Regions from separate parts of the Pan troglodytes genome. Here region 2 is linked to region 1. A link is a contact called in public Hi-C data. All regions are on one chromosome and are shown on one strand. The core of a region is the stretch at or near the end of the contact, and the rest is flanking DNA. Distances in the headings are between cores, read along the strand shown.

Region 1 (7,005 bases), core at 2,013-4,512:
GGCCTTTGCTATATTCACTTATGCTTTCATTTATAATCCACAACTATTTACTGAGCACCTACTGGCAAGTGCTATTCTCTTGCGAACTAACCCATCTTGCCCCCTCCTAACTCCCTGCTCCATACTCCCATGTACATGCACACACATACATGCACACTGTACACAACACACAAACTTCTCAACTACTTCACCACTCCCTCCTTGACTGCCACAACCCAGGTTTTTAGTCCTAGTTTGTGCTTCTGTAATTCCTGAATTTTCCCTATCAAAGCGTTTTCTCACACTGTATTGAAATTGCTCATTCACTTCAGTCTCTCATGCTAAATGTAGCTGCAGGGATGGCAAAGGTTGCATTTCTTATTTGCCACTGTAGACTCAATACCTAGCATAATGCCTGGTATACACATAGCCCAGACATCCAATAAATATTTATTGAATTCATATTCTGGCATTCTAAGGGCTTCCAGGGACTGAGTTGTCTGGACTAAACCTCTTAAGATCAAAGGAAGTGCTAGAAACTCCAGATGCTGAGGTAAAATTGAACCTTGGCAAAATACTTCTTTCTTTTCTTCCCAAACCCCTCCTCATGTTTCAATTCCCCATCCTCATCTCTTTTAGCTTGACAAAAAAAAAAAAAAAAGGCTCTGTCCCTTGCAGGATATGTAACTTTGGAAGAGTTTTTTAACCCGAGACTTTGCTTTCTCACTTGTAAAATGGAAGCGTAGTGAATTACAGATGGCCACACATTCTTTGACACCATTCCCATTTAAAGATAGGATCGATGTTCCTGCCCCTTGATCTTTAATCTGGGTGGGCTCTGTGACACTTGACCAATAGAACAGAGCAGAAGTGATGCGGTGACAATTTCCAAGTGTAGGTCTTAAGAGACTAGCAGCTTCTACTTGGTTTCTTAGAATGCTCACTCAAAGGGAAGCCTGTCACCATGTTGTGAGAGAGCCTGAGCTAGTCCCAGCTGTTCTGCCCATTCCAGCTGACACACAGACATATGAACGAAGATAGCATCTTGGATGTCCAGCCTAGTTGAGCCTTCAGATGATAGCAGCCCCAGCTGCCATCTGACTGCAACAACATGAGAGAGCCTAGGTAAGCACTCCCCAGCTAAGCCTAGTCAACACACAGAACTGCGAGCCACTAAAGTTTGGGGTGGTTTACTAAGCAGCAATAGATAACGGCAACTAGAAGTAATGGTAATACCTACCTCATAGGACTGTTATGAAGGTAAAATGAGATTTTTAAATGCAAAACCCCTGTGTACAACCTAGAATGAAACAAGCGCTCATTATGTATCGTCACTTCTCCTGCCTTGCCTCCTTCCTCTTTTTAACTCTATGAATGTCCCAGAAGGAGAGGTAGGTGGAGTGGAGATGGGCTATATGCTAGGTATTTGGAATTTGAATAGCTCTCTTTTCTTTTTTACATCTTTCTCTTGCTTCTCTCTTTTCTGTGTTCTTTAAAGCATAGCCAGATCATTTAGATCTAAAATAAGAACACCAAATCAAGCCTTTGCGTTGCAGACAGAAAAATCACAGGTTTTGTATGGGCTTATGGTAATGAAAATCAAGCCCAAGAAACTAAATGATTCAAAGCAAAATTCCCCTTGACAGCTTTTGTCATGTCTCTCTCTCTCTCTGTGTGTGTGTGTATGTGTGTGTGTGTATGTTAAACTAGTACTTTAGCCTACATCATTATTTTACCATGTAAGCATGATAGAATAGCAGGCTTTTTGGAGGGGAAAGATTTTAAAAGTACATGGTTACCTGTAATTACAGTCTTGCAAAGTTTGATTTTATATAAGTGACATTCAAGTCTGATTTAAACCATGCAGAAAGACATGGTGCATATTGGAAATGCTTTTTCTTTCTGACTCAAATGGCTGTTTCGCTCTAGTGATCTCCCTAGAAGTCAGCCTTTTATTATGTTTATTGTAAGGTTGTGTGTCTTTCTAATTACGTGGCCCATCCTAGAAAACTTGCTACCTTGAGATTACCTTTCTATTTCTCCTTGCATTCCTGCAAACACCTAAACCTCTGTAGACAAGAGGTTCATCTCAGAGTCTGAACTGGCTGAGGATCATAAAATTCTGTCAAATACCTGGTCAATTAAGTTCTGGCTGGAAGAGGGGGTCAAATTAGATGACTGACATGTGCGGATAAGGGCACTGGTTTATTTCACATTTTAGCCTTTAATGTGGGTGGGTACACAAAGCCACAGAGTTTGTTGCCATACCCCAACATAAAAGCCTCTGGGACAAGGTTGAAAGGGTAGCGGGGAGAGGGCCTTGGATGGCGGATGGGGTGGTTAACCCGCGACTCTGGTGACATCTTGCCATCAGCTGCAGCTACACAATGTTGCTCGCAGGAGGAATTTGGCCTGCCGTTGAAGATGTGTTTCTCAGATGAGACTGTAAGGGGCCGGAGCTTGGGATTTTAGGAGTGCAGGGCCCACCTCTTCCTTGGCATCAAGCCACTTAACTAAACTCTTGCGGTGTCTTATGACCAGGGACGAAGTGCGGGGCCCCTTCAGACGTCGCAGCTGGGGTAACTGTTTTCTTTCCATTTCACAGCTCTTGGAGGAGGTGTGACTGAGTGAGGCGCTGGAAAGCTTGTTCTATAATTACTTCTTGATCCGCTTCTAGGCGTGCTGTGCATGCGTCCGACCATGTGTGTTCGCGTTAGCTTGCGCCGTCGACAAGAGCCAGAGAACGTGGGTCTAGGATAAAACGTGGATGATATTTTTGCTTCAAATGTCACATTTTACGGGGGTCTAAAGGTCTTAGGCTGGAGTCTTTGCGGATGATTGCCAACTGTAGCCGAATCTATGAGCTGGGATGTACCCAAGCCAGTGCAATCGCTCCAAATCAGGGCGTGCGGCACTAAGCCGGGCAGCAAACACCGCTCCCGGCCCGCCCAGAGCAGGCGCCCTAGGTGGGAGCTGCAGCGAGTGCGCGCGTGGGCTGTGGAGCCGGCGGAGGCAGCGGTCCGGAATGGCTCTGTGGAGGCTGCGCTCTCTTCCCGGCCCCGCAGCCACAGCATCTGCCCCATGCTCGCGCGGCAGGACCTACCAGGCGCCCACCTTGGGCTGCGCCGCTTCGGACCACCCGCTGCCTCCCTCCGCCAGCTGCCTTTTCTCCCCGCGCCTCACGGGGCTCGGCACTGACTCCAGGCGCCTCCGGGGGCGTCGCGCGCGCGGAGCGGCGCCGGGGGCGGGGCCTCGTGTAGGGCGCCCCGGGATTGGCTGTGGGGAGAGGGGGCGGGGCCTGCCGCGGAGAAAACAGCCTGCGCGCCGCGCGAGTGCAGTCTGGGTCTGGAGCCTGAGCCCTGCGGAACCTCGGCGCCCGGCCCCACCCCGCCCGTACCTGCACTTGTTTATTGTTGTTATTTCTTACCGCGGAGCCCCGCAGTCGGGTCCTCCCGCCCGCTCCCGCGCAGCGCTAGCATTCTCCAGTCCCTCAGTCCCTTCCCGCGCGGTGCGCCGCAGCCGAGGCGATGCGCCTCATTCAGAACATGTGCACCATCGCCGAGTACCCCGCGCCGGGCAACGCCGCGGCCTCCGACTGCTATGTGGGCGCCGCCGGCCGCCGCCTGGTCAAGATCGCCGTGGTGGGCGCCAGCGGCGTGGGCAAGACCGGTGAGTCGTCGCGCTTAGCCCTGGGTCTGGTCGTGGACGACCCCTGACGGGAGTTGAGGCTGAACAAGGCGTGGGGAGCGGTGGGAGCTGCAGCCCGACCGCTCTCCGTCCCCGCGCAGGGAGCCGCTGCCCCTTGGGAGTGGGCTTAGCCGTTGTCTACGCCACCCGCCTGCTTCCACAGACGGGGGAAACAGGGATCAAGAATGGCCAGGCAGCTTTCTGGGGACCACCGGCACCGCCGCCATCAGAACTTTGGGGTGTTTGAGCCTCTGGCAATGCCTGGCACAGAAAGGGGAGTTAGTGAAGCTAGCCGCCCTGGGAGGTCTTGAAGGTTAGGAAGACGTGGGTCTACTGGAAGGCTTAGGTGTGGCTCAGCCGGGCTCAGAGGAGGGGGTGGGCCCAGTGAGCCTTCCAGCTGCACAGAGCCAGAATTCACGATGCCTTCTAGCCCCCTCCTTTTTGTCTGGAAGAAGGGTCAAGGAGCTACAGGGTAGGAATTTCACTTGGTGGCCATCTATGGCTTTCTTTGGGAGAACTGTTTTCCAGGCAGGGGGTGGGGTGGAGAACAATCTAACTTCCAAGGTTAACACTTTGACGTTCTTTTTTCTGACCTGCAGCACTGGTGGTCCGGTTCCTCACCAAACGATTCATCGGTGACTATGAAAGAAATGCAGGTGAGACAATGCATTTGAGAAAAATTCTGTCCCATTGCAGGAGGACTGCGGTTCCCATTTTCCAGCGCTTCCCAGGGAGGTTCTTTCAGTGACAGTCCGAGCCTGAGGATCCCGCCACTTAAAACTTTCCCCAGTCCCCAGCCCTCCATGGCGCCCCCCTCCCATAACTACCATCTGGCCTCATTCCATTCCAAGCCCATTCATCATTTTATCAAGTGCCTGAAAGTATTCCCCTTGGTATGTTTTAACTATAGTGACCCCAGTTGGAAGCACCCTTTGTAGTCAAGAACCTCTCCCTTCAAAACACTCCTGCAAAAGTCGTAAAAAAAAAAAAAAGGAGTCCCCAGCTCCTTCCCCCACCCCTCTCCTTCTCTGCTGGCTGCCTTTCAGAGGTGACCTTTTAAAGCAAAGGCCAAAGGAGAGCAGTTGTAAACCTAAAGTTCCTCCTTCTTAACAAAGACAAACAACTGGATGGTAGAATTTTAGGAGGAGAATTCCCGAATAAATGAGAGGACACATTTTTCAATCCTTATGATTAAGAATAGCCACTGGGGAGGCTTAAGAGCTTTCTGCCTATGCTCTGTTAGCAAATTGCTTAACTCTGTAGACCATATGAGTACCTAGAGGGGATTATTTGAAATGAGCTGTATAAGCTATCCCAAGATAAGACATGGCAGCCTTCTGATTTGATGTAGAGTTGATTGTAATTATGTCACATTTTTATTCCAACTGATAACATTGACTGTGTGTTTACTAACAGTATTTGTCTAGCAAGCCATTATATCTAACGGCCAAAATACAAAGTTACAGTCAAAGAATGAATCAAGTACTCAAGAAAACAAAAACCTCACATAGGCTGAGCAAGATAATTTGCATCAAGGGAGTACTCTAAAAATGGAAACTTTGTTTAAAATTAGATAAATAAGTTTTCAAAAACTTGCAAACTTTGCCCTGGTTTTAATAAATCTAACATAGGGTTAAAATTGCTGTTGTTTTTTAAAAAAAATCTGAAGTAAGCCCACTAAATAGAAATAAACTATAGCTGTTTTGTGTGCATTTATGTATTGTGCATTTTTTTTCTAGCTTAAAACTCACAATGTTTTAAAAGTTGTACAAGAAGGAAGAACATAATCTCTTTTATTTGCCTTCATAGGTAATCTCTATACTAGACAAGTTCAGATAGAAGGTGAAACCCTGGCTCTTCAGGTTCAAGACACTCCAGGTATTCAGGTGAGGAGCTCTGAGACTCTGGGTGAAAGGGGAACCTACTTGGCTGTGGAATCATTCACTTTTTCTCAAAGTTCCTCATGCTGCAGGATCAGAGAAATTTGGGGAGTCACATCTAGACTTTTACATGTCTGACAATTCAATTGTATCTGGCTGTTGGTCAGTCTTAGCATGGTTTAGTTTGGGAGATTTGGCTAGGGGGCAGAAATCTTCTTTTAGAAGGATTCAACACAGCCGGAAAGCCCAAACCAAATGCAGTTGGAATTGGTGTTTTCCTTGCTGTGGTTTAAAAGTCCAGTTTTAATATGTGTGTCTTTGGCATGAAAAACCAAGCTTCTGGGTATAGTCTGCAAATACTTGGAATCGCTTTTGTACTGGAAAGTTGCTCTATAGACAAAAGCGCCATGCTAGGGTTTTTCCCCCCCGCCTCCTGAACTGGGCAGTTATCCAGGTTTAAATGCTTCCAGCTCCTATCTTTACTTCCCCAGACTTACTGTCTAGCCAGTTAATTTCCCATTTTGTGCAACTACAAAGTCTCTCTGCATGGAGTTCTCTGCAGGTCAATTTTCCACTTGAGTGTGGTAAGCTGCACTGTTATTTATTCCAACTCTGTGCAGCTGGATCAACATATTGTCAAGAAAGCTGAAGTGTGTGGGATATAAGTTGTTTATGGCCCTCAACCTGGCACTACTATGAAGGGCTCTTTTGAATTTGAAATCTACCCAAGCCCAGGCTCTTTGTACAACTGGCCAGCATTCACCTTGCCATCACTCCTCTCTTTCAGGTCCATGAGAACAGCCTGAGCTGCAGTGAACAGCTGAATAGGTGCATTCGCTGGGCAGATGCTGTGGTGATCGTTTTCTCCATCACTGACTACAAGAGCTATGAACTCATCAGCCAGCTCCACCAGCACGTGCAGCAGCTACACCTGGGCACCCGGCTGCCTGTGGTGGTCGTGGCCAACAAAGCTGACCTGTTGCACATCAAACAGGTTGACCCTCAGCTTGGACTGCAGCTAGCCAGCATGCTAGGCTGCTCATTCTATGAAGTGTCTGTCAGTGAAAATTATAATGATGTCTACAGCGCCTTCCACGTCCTCTGTAAAGAGGTCAGTCACAAACAGCAGCCTAGCAGCACACCCGAGAAGCGAAGAACCTCCCTCATTCCCAGGCCCAAGTCACCCAACATGCAGGACCTGAAGAGGAGGTTTAAGCAAGCTCTCTCTGCCAAAGTGAGGACTGTCACCTCCGTCTGAAGCAGGAGGAGCACTCAAGGGGGTTTGGTCTTCCCAGGAAGAGGGCCTGAGGTTCTCCCAGTGCAGGAACGTTGAATATTGGCAATGATTCCTGGTTCCAGAAGGGCTGGAGCAGAAGGGCCAAGAGGGCCTGTGGAACTGCTACAGAAAAGGAAGTGTTGTTCTGAGCAGGGGGACAGGATTGATGAGGCTTGAAAGAGC
Region 2 (7,005 bases), core at 1,788-4,287, 270 kb before region 1:
CTCTGGTTTCTGCTCTACCTCCTGATTGCTAAGACCAGCTCTTTCTCTTTCCTTGCCCTAAACCCTGCAGCTCAGGCCTCCACATGCTTCTTTGAGCAGGCACCAGGGAGAGATGGAGATTTCAAGAGCTACAGTTGAGCTTGCATTCCCTTTCTCCTGCAAGCACCCACCACACAGAACAGTGACTCTGCTTCTACTCTGGGCAACCGTCACCAGTCCCTCCTTTCTTGCTTTAGGTAAAACCAACTTGGAAAGTGATGCAAGTAAGTCTTGATAAGATCTCAGGGCTTCTGTTTCCTCATCTTGACTTTGGAAAGTTTGAACTGTTTTCCAGGAACTCTCTTTCCGCTCTAGCATTCTTTGATTTAACACATTGATCAGTAAAATCTTCTAATGACATGCCACAAGAGAAAACATCAACAGGAAAGGGGCAAGACAAACAGAAATTTTGAGTCTGGCCCCATCCTTTTGGGATAATTCCAGAAAAGTAAGGGGTAGATGGAAAAGTGAAAACCTAGAAGGCATGTAAAACAGCTGTGAGAGGTAGAAGTTGTCACTTTTGCATATATATATTCATAGAACTATATTCTATAATCTGTATTAGTTATGAAGTGCTATTGTTTCGTTACAATTTTCCAAATAAATGTGGTTACTTCCTTATACTGCAGCTTCAGTCTCATTATTTTTTATATTATTTAGCCACTGTAAAAGTTAAGGCCATTTCAACAATTAAACCTCTGCATCACAAAAATGTTTTTGCATTTATGCTAATGATTATGTTACTTCAAGTTAGAGGAATGACAAAATACATGGAAAATCCCTTAGAGTTGGCTGTCAATCTAAACCACATCAACACCTTATACATTTGTCCTTTATGGGTTTAGAGATCCTGAATAGTTGAAGGCTTGTTCGTTTGGTAACTTTCCAGTACCATCTGAAAATTCCAGCAGTCTGAAACAAGACTGGCTATAATTAACGGTTGAAGCTGAGTCGTGGGTTCACAGAGGTTGTGTTCTATTCTACTTTTGTAGGTTTAAAATTCCCCATGATAAAGTTTTAAAAATAAACTATATCTACTTTCCCAGAAATCTATTTTAAAATACATTCTATCAGGCAGCTTTCTTTAAATGTTAGTGTGACAGAAGTCACTCACTCACCAGCCATGCCTAAGAATGCATGAAATCTCTGTTCCCTTCAGCTCTGCTTTACCATTTTTCTTTATTGAATATTCTCCCTACACTTCCATCATTCACTTATTCACAACACTTGTTCTCAGAATGTCACTGTAGACTTTTTATTTTTTTGAGACAGGGTCTTGCTCTGTCACCCAGGCTGGAGTGCCGGGGCACAATCATGGCTCACTGCAGCCTCTACCTCCCCAGGCTGAGGTGATCCTCCCACCTCAGCCTTCCAAATAGCTGGAACTTCAGGTGCATGCCAGGAAGCCTGGCTACTTTTTCTAATTTTTGTAGAGATGGAGGTTTAACCATGTTGCCCAGGCTGGTCTCAAACTCCTGGGCTTAAGCGATCTGCCTGCCTTGGCCTCCCAAAGTCCTGGGATTGCAGGTGTGAGCCACCATGCCCAGCCGACTTTCTGTCCAATACTTCATTCCTCCATATATGTAAATGGAGAAGAGAAAAAAATCCTGTACCTAATGTAATTAAAGTTCTATTATGTAGCTTATAGTCTGGGGTCAGCAGACATAATTACAAATAAATGCCTCTAGCAAAATTAAAGCAGGAAAGCTTCAAAATGCAAAACTATTTTCCAGAAATTCTAAAACAGTAAATGAGTTCCTATCCCATATCACTTTTTCTAACACCATAAATGAGTCCCTATCCCATATCACTTTTGAGAGGTCTCACAGTTTTTGCCTACAAAAATCAAAACTTACAAAAAATTGTAACCAAAACTTGAATAGCAGAAACAAAATAGGATATTTGCTCTCAGGTAGGGGAGGACTATAAGGATTAAAATTATGCTTTGCCACTTCAGTTGGCTTGCCATGAGGCTCTTTTCTTGTACCTCCGAAAATCAGAAAGTGGCTTTCAGATCTTTTATTTAAACCCTGACATCGATTTCTCAAATATTCCATTTTCTTTCCTTTCTTCTTCTTCTTTGTTCTTCCGTGAAAAGAAAATTTCAGGACCTTCCCTATTTATTATGCCAAGGGCAAAAGTTAAGCCCTGGAAACTGAGTCACAGTTGTTTTTCTTCTCTGGTGAATGACCGTTGCTTCTTGACCTTTGTCTTGAGATGTTATACATTAACGAGACTCCCTAATCTTTATTCAAACCTAAGCTAAATGAGATGGAGACCCTCATGATTTTCACCTCTTTACAACTGGATGTTAAGTAATCCTTTGGAGTGTAATCAATAGTAGCCAATCAAATCCTATATCTGTGTTAGCCTTTGTATGGAGAATGTTGTGATTCTGTTCTACACCTGTTTTTGCCTATATAAATAATCTTCACTTATCCCCACACCGAGAGCACTAATAATCATTCTCTGGTATCCGAGTGTGCCTGGACAGCTACCCTCAATCTTTGCACTTAAACTCTTTTAATTGGATCCTGACTCCTTTATTTTAGGTTGACCCTTCCTTTCCCGCGTTGTAATATTAAAAAGCTAAATAGGAGTAAGAATCACCTCTCTTCTTCTTAGATTTCTCCACGTTAGCCCCACACCCCCTTGTCACGCATTTGTTTTAACTCAACAACCCTTTCTAGGCACCAGCTTCAGAGAGGGACAGGACACTGTCTTCATGGAGCCCGTCTTCTTCTCTCTTTTCATGATCTCTTGTTCCATTGCCCCGTCTTGCAGAAAGGTAAGGGCTTGTTTAACTTCAGCCTTGGTTTGGATTCAAGATCACTGTTGTCACATTTGGGAGTGTTTTTTTAAAAAAGACAAAACACATAGACAAGTAATGCAAACAAAGTAAGAGCAAGACTTGTGCAGCAGCTCTTTTGAGGACAATCAGGAGGTGTCTGGGGGGCCCTTCCCACTAGAGGGCACTGGACCCTGTCCCTGCATCTTCAGTCGTCTCTACTGCCACATGCCCTGTCCACACCAGGATGACCCCTCCCCACCCCAGCCCTATGACTCTGGAAAGCTCTTCAGCACACATAACAGGATCCAGACAGAACTTGGACCTTCTCTGTTGGAGCAAATTGGAATTCCTGAAATTGACTGAACCCTCCATACAGAGGGAGCTCAGTCTGCATCTCCTCGGTTTAAGGCCCTGCCTCAAATAGGGGTTCTGATCCCTCAGGAAAGCAAGGGCTCGAGACACAGACACACCTGAGCCTGAGGGACTCTAAGGGGAGGTGTGGAGGTGCCAGAAACTATGAACAATGAGCAAAGCATGTCAGTTGTACCAGGGCATGCCCACCATCACACTACATGCTTTCCAGCATTTCTATTTATTACAAAACTGCTTTGACCTTGTTTTACAGGTTAGGAAAAACAGAAGTCCAGATTTCTCCAGTTACTTGTAAGAAGCCTTCTTTGGTGTCTGGGCCAAAACCACCAACCCCGTGGGCAGGACGAGTTGCTGCAGATCAATGAGGTGCCAGCACACCAGTAGCCATCCTGTTTGTGTGTATGACGCTCCTTTCCCCCTTGCCCTCATGAGAACAGCAGACCTCAGGAAATGACTTCTCAGTCTAGCACTTTCCAGCCAGACCATTAGGAAAACAACTGTGGTTGAACAAATGCTCAGTGCATTGGGAGACCACACACTGGGGGACTGTGGGGCATCTCAGTAAGCAGCTGTCAGAAAGAACTTTGAGGATGGAGGCCTTGCTTAGGTCATTCGTGGGAGTGTTCCACGAATAGGGGTGTGCTTTGGATTGGGTGTTGTCAGGAAGTGGGGGAGATTATCTGATTGAGATGGTAGTAAATCTCATGTAGCACAGATGAGAGCAAAGCTAGAATGGGAACTGGTGAAGGGCAGCAGGCACTCAGATGAAGAGTTTGTGATTTCGTGGTTTACATAGTGACCTTGTGTTTGTCTATGCTGGGATGAAATTATTAAGTGGTCTTGTTTTTTGTCTAACTTCATCACAGTCACGGCATGACCTTGTCTGAGGGTGGTGTTCTGTGCGATTTACGTGGAACAAGAAACACCACAGCCCAGTGATGAACGCCAGGATGCCTCCTGACAACATCAGAGGGCGGCTGTCTCAGGCTAGCCCCTGGCTGTCAGGGGATGCTTGTTTTTCTCATGTCTTCAGCATCATCTTTCATGCCTAGGAAATGTTAGGAAATGTTGTGGGGAATAAACAGAACAGTAGAGCCTAGTATCCCAGAACTACTTATGATTTAAGTAGCTAATATTATATACTTTCTATTGTTTTGCCAATTGGTCTGTCTCCCTTGGGGACTTGTGTGGAAAATGGCCCCTTCACCAACTACCACTCATCAGCACCCTACCCCAATACTATGTCCAACATCTGACTTAGGCAAACCAGGAAGCAAAGGCCAGGACTGAACTAGGATCTCATGCCTCCTGATCCTTTGCTTTCCCATATGCTAGGGGGATTGCATCGGCTGGTGACCAACCCACACTGGAACCTGAACTCCACTGAATTGAATCTAAAATTCCATGGGAGAGCGAGGTCAGGGAAACAGCAGAAAGAGCAGAGAATGTGTAGGTTTCCTGTCAGCGATGGACAAAGCGGGGTTTACCTAAGTCCCAGCTAACCGTGCAAAGCACACACACACAGGTGTTGGGCAGGTGTTGCGGCAAGACCCAAGGCTAGAAGCTAAGCAGTATTAGGAGCCTTAACTTTATTCCCCTCCTCTTACCCCCGAAACTCACAGCCCCTTATTCTTCTACATTATGTACACATTTCCATCTGAGGGGAGGTTGTATGGTGAATTCATTCTTCATAAACCTTCACAGACTCCTCAGATGACATAATCAGTTAAAAGTCCAAGTCAATCAACAGCCATACAGGAAGAGGGTTTTCTCTCCATTCTACAGCCTTCACCCTTCTGCTGAAGTGTCATACATCTGTGAAAGGAAAAGAACATCTCGGGACCCCAAACTCACTATACCAAAGGGAAAAGTTAAGCTTGGAAGCTGGGTCACAGAACACTGTCTTTCCTTTTGTTCCTAAACAGATAGCTACAAGAGGCCACGTCTCCCCAGGTGGCCTCCCGGAGTATGGGACAAGAGGAGAGTACAAACCATCCCCACTGCCCACCCTGAGATAAATGCATATTTGACTTCTTCCCCTATTCTGTTTATCTTTTGTAAAGTGCAGTTCTACTGAGCAGGGGACATACATAATCGACTGTTCCTCTACCCATTCCTTGCCACGTGCAACATATGGATTCAGTGAGTGTGAATCAAAGCCTCCTAAGAATGTGACCATGCTCTCCCTCTATTTTTTGTTCTTTCCTCCTTTCTCCTCCTGCCTACTTTTCCCCTTTAAATACTGAAGCCCTCAAAATCCTCTTTGGAGAAAGTAGGGGCCATAGATCATACTGTAGCTTGTGTCTCTTTTCCCTAGTGTGTCTTCAACCTTGGCAAAATAACCTGTACATTGATTGAGACTTGGCTCAGTCTTTTGGTTTACGTGTCAAAGCTGCCACATATGACATACCTAGCCTAGCAATTTATACTTAATATTTGTTCTCTGGGCTTTGGGGTAGCAGAGATAGAACAATATACTGAAGCCATTTCTCTTCAAAGAATTTTCAAACAATTTATTTCACAGGAGAGGTGGAGAAGGCCAATCTTCTTCACACAAGTTTTATAACCCATTAAAACAGTATCTTTCTAATCCCCTCAGAGTGGAAAACAGGTAATTCTCAACCTGGAGACAAGCTCTGAAGTACAGAGCTATCACCTGCTGCAGGAGGTGTGAAGGCTCATTCTTAAAGTTTTCTCACGTTTATTTTCCATTTTCTTAGCACAGAATGTTCTTTCCAGCAAGGTCCATTAAGAGAGACTGAAATATGAATACGGCTGCATTGGATTCCAGAGGACTTGATCAAATACATAGAAATAGTGGCTTCAATGATCAAATTATTTTGCTTCTAGTCAAGTCGGATACAAGTCTGAGTTTTCTTTTCAAAGCTCCCTTATGCTGAGAGGACGTAAGAACAGAATCAGACTGCAGTCTACAACACAAGTGCCTGAACTCCTTTTCCAAGAAGAGCTTCTGTAGAATTCCACACTGCCTTAAGCACAACCTCACTCTTTCTCTCACTCTTGGGAAAGAAAAAAGTGAAAGATGCATCCGTGTAATTGACAACCTGAGTACGATCCCAAGGTTGTTAATACATAGTTTATTATAATCATGTGGGAAGTAAGCACACAATTAGAAGTCTTTTCTATACAATCTAATGTCATTTCTGACTCTGGTATCTCATAACCAAAATGAAGCTACTTTTCCTTTGTAAGCTCCTGATGTCTTTTGTTCAAATCCCTTTAAAACATAAAGGAACCTTAAAAAGCAAACAAAGGCTGATGCACCAATAAACCGCTTATGCCCTATCTTATTTTGGTAAGTCTAGATAGGCTCTAATTATTTGGTCATAATGTAAACAGATTGTTTAGAAATAACAGATATTTGATTCATAAAGCTCACTGTTGAGGCTTTCATGATACTGGCTCTTTTAACATGAGAAGAGGCAAAACGTGAAGTTCATTGCTGCAACATAATCAATTTATACTTTGTTTTTCAAAATGTGTTGTCCCTGAGCTAGAAGGCAGGCTGGGAAGAGTGTGGGGCTCCCAGGAAAAAAGATGGTGTGGCTTCATCCAACAGTGCCATCTGCATGGTGAGGCTGGGGCTGAATACCAAACTGTGCTGAATTGCAAGGAGTTTCCCCCACACGTGTTATTTCCACAACTTAAATTTTAAATTTCTTTCTCACCCAGACTTGTCTTCTGAGACAAAAAACGAGTCCGTAAGAGGCACCCAATCTGTGTCACCTTTTTATCCCCCAGCTCCTATCACAATGCCTAGAATGCAATAGGTGCCAAATAAA

The links. Hi-C and Micro-C count contacts between places; a contact is called where the count stands out from the background.
Region 2: a contact with region 1 is called in a Hi-C map of induced pluripotent stem cells, with 1.5 times the contacts expected there. The contact joins the enhancer-like site here to the promoter of RASL11B in region 1. A contact is called at or near these places in 1 of 7 Hi-C or Micro-C datasets (induced pluripotent stem cells) and 1 of 1 datasets of contacts at active chromatin or transcription factors (stem cell-derived excitatory neurons).

The regions. Positions count from the first base shown.
Region 1 is chr3:77,006,772-77,013,776 of NHGRI_mPanTro3-v2.0_pri, reverse strand. It overlaps RASL11B (RAS like family 11 member B), which reads left to right and starts at 3,262. Exons shown (of 4, transcript XM_001139797.6): 1 at 3,262-3,648; 2 at 4,266-4,322; 3 at 5,476-5,552; 4 at 6,334-7,005. The coding sequence starts at 3,507. The coding sequence ends at 6,804.
Region 2 is chr3:77,275,958-77,282,962 of NHGRI_mPanTro3-v2.0_pri, reverse strand. All of the region lies in intron 1 of LOC134809888 (a long non-coding RNA gene), which reads right to left. Among named protein-coding and RNA genes, the nearest start is that of USP46, 70 kb to the right of the region's middle. Within about 2 kb of position 3,037, at least 2 of the 24 cell types and tissues checked have an H3K27ac peak or open chromatin away from gene starts, as enhancers often do. A contact at or near this core is called in induced pluripotent stem cells, where this site is marked.